Regions from separate parts of the Sus scrofa genome. Here region 2 is linked to region 1. The links are chromatin contacts, called in public Hi-C maps. All regions are on one chromosome and are shown on one strand. The core of a region is the stretch at or near the end of the contact, and the rest is flanking DNA. Distances in the headings are between cores, read along the strand shown. Region 1 overlaps GNG2 (guanine nucleotide-binding protein G(I)/G(S)/G(O) subunit gamma-2). Region 2 has its middle 27 kb from the start of C1H14orf166.

Region 1 (3,972 bases), core at 159-2,658:
TGAGCAGAAGTGATGTTTGCCATCTCCAGGAAGAAGCTTGTAAGAACCAGGATGTGAACACATTCCTTGGCAATTGACAGTGGTAGAAGACAGAAACGCTGGCTCAGCTCTTAAGCCAGGGTCCTAAAGACAACATAGAGCTGGTCCCTTCACTGACCTGCAGTGGACACATAGTGAGAGTGAGAAATGAGCTTTTCGGTCTTAAAAGATTTGAGGGTTGTTTGTTACCACTGTATAACCTAGCCTATCCTGACTGATGCACTCTTGTGATCCCTTCAAACTCTATAGAGAAAAAAAAAAAAAACTTAACCGTAACAGTACATAAAATGTGTTGCAATTTGAAGGTAGTAATTTTTAATGACTATGCTGTGTGTGTATGTGTGCTTATTGTATGTTGTACCATAGGGAAGCATCGGGATACTTAACATTTTAATTTAAATAAACTTATATACAATTTTTCATTTACATTTTTAAAATAAGCTTTATTTCTAGTTCCTATAGAGGAAAATCAACATACCAAAATTACCAGCATCTTTTTTTTTGGAGAGAGATTTTCATGATGCCTGAATTCCAAACCTGGTATGATCGCTGGGTCATGGTCCCTCTCACTGAAAGCTCACCAGAGTGGTGCCCTGTTGGACAGAGGATCTTCTAAGAGAAGATAATGGACTAAGCCACAGCCATGGCCTTGGTCTCCTTAAGAAAATAGTCTGCTTTAAGCCCTATTGTGATGTTCAGTTATAAATAGTGGTTCTTAGTACATAGAGCATCTTAAATAACATGTATTGATCAATGGAGGGAAGCAGTCCACAGTTCTTCCAGACGTCTAGACTCTTTCATGTTTGCTTTTAAAAAAATAAATCTCTTTATTTAGACCTCTTGGTATTAACACTTACATTTACCCTAGAAATGAGTTATCTTGTTATGATCGGGTAATGTTAAGGACAAGAAAATGCATTTTTAATTAAAAAAGACATTTACATGTGATTGACCGTGTATGCACAGGTGTGAGCTATTTTACTTGATATTTTTTACTACTGATTTTATTTCACCTGATTATTTCATTTGGGTCTCTAAAACTACATTATGAAAGACCTTAATTATTTAAATTAGGAACAGATTAATTATCTCCAGTGTACAAACTCAAATTAATTTCATTATTAACCTGAGTTTTAAATTGATTAATCTTGGAGTGTTTAAGGAACCAAGTGGGGTTTTTTCACCCTTAAGGAAAAGGGCATATTTGATTCGATGAATTCTCTCCGTTACAACAGTCGTGCTAATCGGAGCAAGAAATTTGCAAGGCAACTTTGGATAGATTTTATAAACCAGCCAGAAACCTGTGTGTCTGGGGCTTCTGGGGGAACAATCTGTGAGTCATTTTAAAAAACAAACACACTCATAATCACAGTGCATGTTGTTACCATGGTAATTAGGCTTGTGGACTTGTGCGTTGCTTATGTTCCTGTAAAGGGAAGAGGGGGAGAGAAACCCAGACTTCAGAGCTTTAACTATCAGCTTCATTTTGACTATTGAGAGAGTTTAAGAGTTTCTTGAGACCATACTGGAACAGTCATCCTGAGAGGGAAATTAAAGAAACCCTGGCATCTTCCCTTTGTTATTCAACAGAAGTTTGCCAAATTAAGTTTTGGGATTGCCACGGGGAGAAAAGGACCACTGGGGCTTCTCTCAGGAAGAAAGAGGGGGAAATAGGTCCTTGATCTGCTATGTAATTACATACAAGTCTCTAAGGTCTACCTGGGAAGTGTCTAGTGTGCAGGTGCCCAGGGCCTTAATGAGCCTCTGAAAGGCACCAAGTCCACTGGCGTAACATTATTATAGTTTAAAGGATCCTCAGGGCATTATTCTAATACGTGATCAGAGGTGGCTTTTAGTGAGCCTGTTGTTTCAGATCTGATCCCCAAGTAGACCAAGTAGTAAGTTTAGTTTTGAAATCTCTGAGTCTGTTTCTCCCTATTTTATGGGGTAGATACAACCCCTTTATCTTGGACAGGCATCTTATAATACAAGCTCAGAGATCACAGAGGAGACCAGGGAGGTTATATGAGCTCTGCCAAATCTGTCACCACTCCAGGGAACAATAAAATCAAAACACACGCTTGTTTGATGGACGGTAAACAAAGTTGTTAGGCCAGTGAGATTACTAAGGAGTGATTCATTATGATTCTATATGGAGAACAAACAACACCCTTAAATCAATTAGTGCACATCCAAAACTGGTTTTTTTTTAGAATATTTTGTTTATTTAAAATTTTATTGGGATATAGTTGACTTAGAATGTTGTGTTTCAGATATACAGCAAAGTGAATCAGTTATACATATCCCTATATCCATTCCTTTTCAGATCCTTTTCCCATATGTCACTACAGAGTATTGAGCAGATTTCCCTGTGCTATACAGTTACTCATGCGTTTTTATGGAGCGTAGTGTGTATATGTCAATCTCAGCCTCCCAATTTGTCCCTCCCCCCAGTGTTTCCCTTTTAGTAACCTTAAGTTTAGTTTTGAAATCTTTGAGTCTGTTTCTCTTTTGTGAATAAGTTCTATTGTATCATTTTTATTAGATTCCACATACTGGTGATCTCATATATATTTGTCTTTCTCTGCCTGACTTACTTCATTTAGTGTGATTATCTCTAGGTCCATGCATATTGCTGAAACTGACATTATTTCATTTTTTAATGGCTGAGTAGCATTCCATTGAATGTATGTACCACATCTTTATCTACTCCTCTGTCAATGGATATTTAGGTTGCTTCCATGTCTTAGCTATTGTAAATAGGGTTGCAGTGAACATTAGGATGCGTGTTATCTTTTCAAATCATGGTTTTCTCTGGATATATGCTTGGGAGTGGGATTGCTGGATCATATGGAGTTCTATTTTTAGTTTTTCGAGGAAACTCCATAGTGTTTTCCTAGTGGTTGTACCAACTTACATTCCCACCAGTAGTGTAGAGGGTTCCCTTTTCTCTACACCCTCTCCAACATTTATTGTTTGCAGACTTTCTGATGATGGCCATTCTTATTGGTGTGAGGTGATATCCCATTGTAGTTTTGATTTTCATTCCTTTAATAATTAATGGTGTTGAGTGTCTTTTCATGTGCTTTTTGGCCATCTATCTGTCTTCTTTGGAGAAATGTCTATGTAGACATTCTGACCATTTTTTGATTGGCTTGGGTTGTTTTTGGTTTTTTTTTTTTTTTTTTTTTTTTAAATATAAAGCTGTATGAGCTGTTTGTATATTTTGGAGATTAATTCTTTGTTGATCACTTCACTTGCCAAGATTTTCTCCCATTCTGTGGGTTGTAGGTTTTGAAGAGTATTTTAAAATTTACTTTAAGAAACCTAGATATCCTTTTATTTTATTTTATTTTATTTTTGTCTTTTGTCCTTTTTAGGGCCGTACCTGTTGGCATATGGAGGTTCCCAGGCTAGGGTCTAATGGGAACTGTAGCCACCAGCCTATGCCAGAGCCACAGCAACGCGGGATCAGAGCTGCATCTGCGACCTACACCACAGCTCATGGCAACACCAGACCTTAACCCACTGAGCAAGTCCAGGGATTGAACCCACAACCTCATGGTTCCTAGTCAGATTCGTTTTCGTTTTCGCTGCATCACAACAGGAACTCCCAAGAAACCTAGGTACCCTTTTAAATTGATTACTATAATACACTGACTAGAGGTTTTTTTTCCCAAAGTATTCCTTCAATCGATTTTATTTAGAGTTACACAACTTTTCCTAATTAAAACTATTTTTTCAAAAGGTTTGAAATAATATGCCATGGGAGTGTGATTAAAGGGCCATGCAAACACAGGGCGTTTGTGTGCGACTTTGCCCTGGCATATGGTGCAATAACTGTTTCTCAAAACTGTAGATTTCAATTTTACTCGCATATTTGGGAACAAGGCCCATGTTACTGAAACTTAATTCTATGCTGTCTTAATTTCT
Region 2 (4,022 bases), core at 576-3,075, 120 kb after region 1:
GGGGAAGTGACTTCCAGGGTCTGACAGGCTGGTCCGTGAGGAGAGATGAGCTGCATTTAAACTTGAACATGCTGTGAGTATGCCACCTGGGGATTTTTCCTTAAAAAAAAAAAAAAGAAAAAATTGACCACAGAACGTGTTGTTCTCCATAAGCTGGAGATAAATGCTTAAACTCTAGATTCACAGCTCCTCAGAGATATTCTAGTCAAGAAAGCCTTCCTTATGCCCCTCAAATTATGCCAGTGAGTAATAGGCCCTGTTAGTAAGGAGAGGCTGGATCTCCCAGGGCTCGTGCCTAAGACAAAAGTATCTTTAATCCTCTGATGAAGGGGGTCACTTGGAGTCTGTGCATTCATCCACTTACATCAGTTTTTCAGAGCAGGGTCCCTGGATCATCTGCTTTAGAATCACCAGGAATGCCTATTTAAGAGATAGACCTGGGGGCCTCCCACTAACTCAGAACTGCTAGCAATGGCGCTTTAGACCATGCACTCTGTTGCACGCTACTGTCTGAGGACCACTCATGTAAGTACTTAGACAGCTGGCTTTTCATCATGCCTCACGCAAGGCACAAACTAATTGTAAACATGCTGACTCTTATTCCCACAGCTGCAGGAAGTGGCTGCCCTGGAGTGAACATGTAACCCGTGGCTAAGAATCTTGGCGGCTCCTGGACAGGAGACACTAGGAGGAGGAAACTGGTGGGTTTTAACTCTGCTCCTGTTCTGTTGGGCCCCCGCGGGAGGATTGCCTCCAGCTCTGGTTCTTTAATAAGCTGCTCACATTTTCAACAGCGCTCACAATGACGTGGGAATTGGAGCTGGGTCAGCTCCAATCCACAAATTGCAAATAATTTGCCAAGGGAAATCCCTTTCCCTTTGGTTCTGCCCCAAATCTACATTTTCTTCTATTTAGAACCAGGAGACTCAGGCAGAATTTATTTTTAATGAAGGGGGTCATGGGCTCCCAGGCCTTTCCTCAGTAAGAACGCCTACTGTTTCTCCATGTCCATAATGAAGAAACCTGGGAGCCAGATACACCTCTGCCCCAAGGTGACAGAAAGAAGGTGCTTGGTGATCTCTGTTCTCACTCTGTGTGAGCAAGAGCCCAGTGAGATACAGAGAGGAGGAATGAGACCCCAGAGTTCCGTATGACCTTGTCCAAGTCCTTTAACCTCTCCATGCTATAGAATGGGGACAGGTGTACCTGATTCACTTGGTTCATAGACTTGTCTAAGCCAAATGTAGGTAAGAGAGTAGGTAAAGGGCATTGTGAAGGAAGAGTGATAAAGACTCATTAGACATTGATTCCACAATTTTTGAAAAGAGGGAGAATCTAGATCGTTTCTTCTCACCTCTTAACTCGTCACCTTTCCTCTCAAGCCCCAGGATCCCTGGTTCAGACCCTCATGTCCACCTGCTGGTGTGGCCACTCTGTATCTCATCTCCTCCCACTCTAAGCTATTCCACTCACCCCTGAGTACTCCTCTGGTTGCAAGTGGTAGGAATCTAGCTGAAGGTGGCTAATAATCCAAGGGCTCAGAAATAGGACCCACTTCAGGCTCAGCTGGATCCAGGTGCTCAGATGATGTCATCCTTTGTCTCTCTCACTCCCTTGGCTCTGCTTTCCTCTGTGCTATTTTAATTCCCAGATAGACTCTTCTCCTGTAGCATCAGGATAGTGTCTTCAGCTCCAGGCTTCACATCACACCAGTTTAGCAATCACAGAAGAAACATAACAGCAGCTCCAGAAAAAGTCCCTGGCTGTATCCCTGAAACACTTTCTAGGACTCTTATTGGCCAGATCTGGTTCACGTGCCCACCCACCCCTGAACCTGGGCATGGGGGTCACTGTGCCACATGGACAGAACAGGGGTTCCAAGGAAAGTGAAGTTCTTGTACTGGACGATCAGAAATTGAAGGTTAAAAGCAAAAATAACTGGTGGCAACTACATCTTGCCAGACTCAAGGATGTAACTCAGGCCTCACCACAATGCAGCCACACAGAGTAATCTGGCTCAGGAAGCGTTCATCAACCCTGGCTGGCCAGGCCCTGGGAAGTCAAGTCCACTCAACTCTTCTTATTCTGTTTGCTAAACTCTCCTCTGGTTCATCCTGTCTCCTGTAAATATAACATCTTCCATCCTACCTCCATGCCTTTGCTTATGATGTTGCCCCTCAGGAATGCCATTACTCAATGCCTCAAGTAAACAGATCTCGCTCATTTTCAAGCCTAGTCTGAATTCCATGTTGTCTGTGAATGACTTCAGGAAATACTTGTCTCTTTCCTCGCTCAAGCCCTATTGCCTTGTCATAGGCACCAAACAATTTAGTATCTGACTGAGTTAGAGGCACTGCACTAGGGTAGACAGCACAGGCCCTGCCTTTGAGGACCTTGTGGTTTTGTGGAGGAAGCAGACAAGTAAACAGTAATTATCAGTCACAACGAGAAGTTCCAGGACACAGGAAACTGAGGGCAGGAGGGTGGAGGTGGATTGCCAGCCTCCGCAGGAGGCGGTGTTGGAGTTAATGGCTGATTAGATAAGAATCTTGTCTCTTAGGGTGTACTGCCATATTCTAGGGAGCAGCGAGCCCCGACTGCACAGGCATCTCTCTAATCCTCCGCGGTGCCTAGCGCAGCGCTTAGGGACACAGAAAGTACTCAGCAATGATCTGATCGGTGACAAAGCGAGCACAGGGCAAATGCCTGCAGAGAAATGGGACGAGGCGGAGGCATAGCTATGAAAGCTGGTCTGAGAATGAGGCTCCCTGCCACAAGTGTCAGCAGTCAGCTCTGCACAGAGCGATGGACCGAGACAGAGGGAGCTCGGAGGCTCTCCTCTCCAAACAGTCCAGCTCCATGGCCCCACGACTTCATGCTCCCTAGCCAGCAGCTCCATAGTCTGGAAGACCCTACCACTTTCCAACCTGGAAGTGAGATTTGGGGGCGGGGCCATATGAAACACTGCTGACTGCCTCACCTTAATTTTGGCCCCTGGAGAGGCTGTCCATTCCACTCTCTCCTGAGAACACTATCTTTAATTGCCCTGCCCTGTGTCTATATGTGGCTTTTTTAAAAAATTAAAGTGTAGGAGCTCCCAGTGTGGCCCAGCGGAAATGAAGCCCTCTAGTATTCATGAGGATGTGGGTTCGACCCCAGGCCTTGCTCAGTGGGTTAAGGATCTTCCATTGCCTTGAGCTGCAGTGTAGGTGCAGGTCACAGTTATGGATCAGATCTGGCATTGCTGTGGCTGTGGCATAGGCCAGCAGCTGCAACTCAGATTAGACCCCTAGCCTGGGACCTTCCATATGCCGTGGGTGAGGCCCTAAAAAGAAGAAAAAAAATTAAAGTATAGTTAATGCACAATGTATTAGTACAGCAAAGTGATTCAGTTATACATACTATATTCTTTTTCAGATTCTTTTCCATTATACATTTTTACAAGATATTGAGTATAGTTCCCTGTGCTCTAACAGTAGGTCCTGGTTTATATGTAGCTTCTAAATTTAGGTTTAAATCAACTAGAATTGAATAAAATTAACACTTTAGTTCCTCCATGGCACTAACCATATTTCAAGTGCCCAATAGCCAGATGCAGCTAGTAACCAGTGATGGGACAGCAGAGACAGAGAATGTTCCCATCAATTCAGTGAGTTCTACAGGCCAGTGCTGCTCCAGAGCAATGGTTGGCAACCTTTTTTGCACCTCCTGAAACTGACAGAGTGGGCCTTCTCCTTGTAGCCAAATTTTGACAAAACACACACAGAAAAGGAGAAAGTAAAAATACTATGATAATCCATAATAATCATCTCACTTGGCCATAGGTCATGGTAAATCATGGTATAAATAGACAGGCTGTGGATTATGTATCATTCCTGGAGTCCTCTAAGCCATAAAGTTACCCTCATCTCTCTCATTCAAGAAAGCACAAAGATAATAATCATGAGAACAGCAGCAGCAACAATAGGAGAACACTTTTAAGTACATAACTACACACCAAGCGTGATGCTAAACATTGTATA

The links. A called contact is a pair of places that touch in the nucleus more often than the background predicts.
Region 2: a Hi-C map of alveolar macrophages shows a contact between it and region 1, with 1.7 times the contacts expected there. The contact joins two enhancer-like sites. A contact is called at or near these places in 2 of 47 Hi-C or Micro-C datasets (alveolar macrophages and embryonic fibroblasts) and 1 of 2 datasets of contacts at active chromatin or transcription factors (alveolar macrophages).

What each region holds. Positions count from the first base shown.
Region 1 is chr1:181,528,558-181,532,529 of Sscrofa11.1, forward strand. The region is part of intron 2 of GNG2 (guanine nucleotide-binding protein G(I)/G(S)/G(O) subunit gamma-2); the gene reads left to right. Among named protein-coding and RNA genes, the nearest start is that of GNG2, 45 kb to the left of the region's middle. Within about 2 kb of position 1,409, at least 18 of the 83 cell types and tissues checked have an H3K27ac peak or open chromatin away from gene starts, as enhancers often do. A contact at or near this core is called in alveolar macrophages, where this site is marked.
Region 2 is chr1:181,652,191-181,656,212 of Sscrofa11.1, forward strand. No RefSeq gene overlaps it. Among named protein-coding and RNA genes, the nearest start is that of C1H14orf166, 27 kb to the right of the region's middle. Within about 2 kb of position 1,826, at least 24 of the 83 cell types and tissues checked have an H3K27ac peak or open chromatin away from gene starts, as enhancers often do. A contact at or near this core is called in alveolar macrophages, where this site is marked.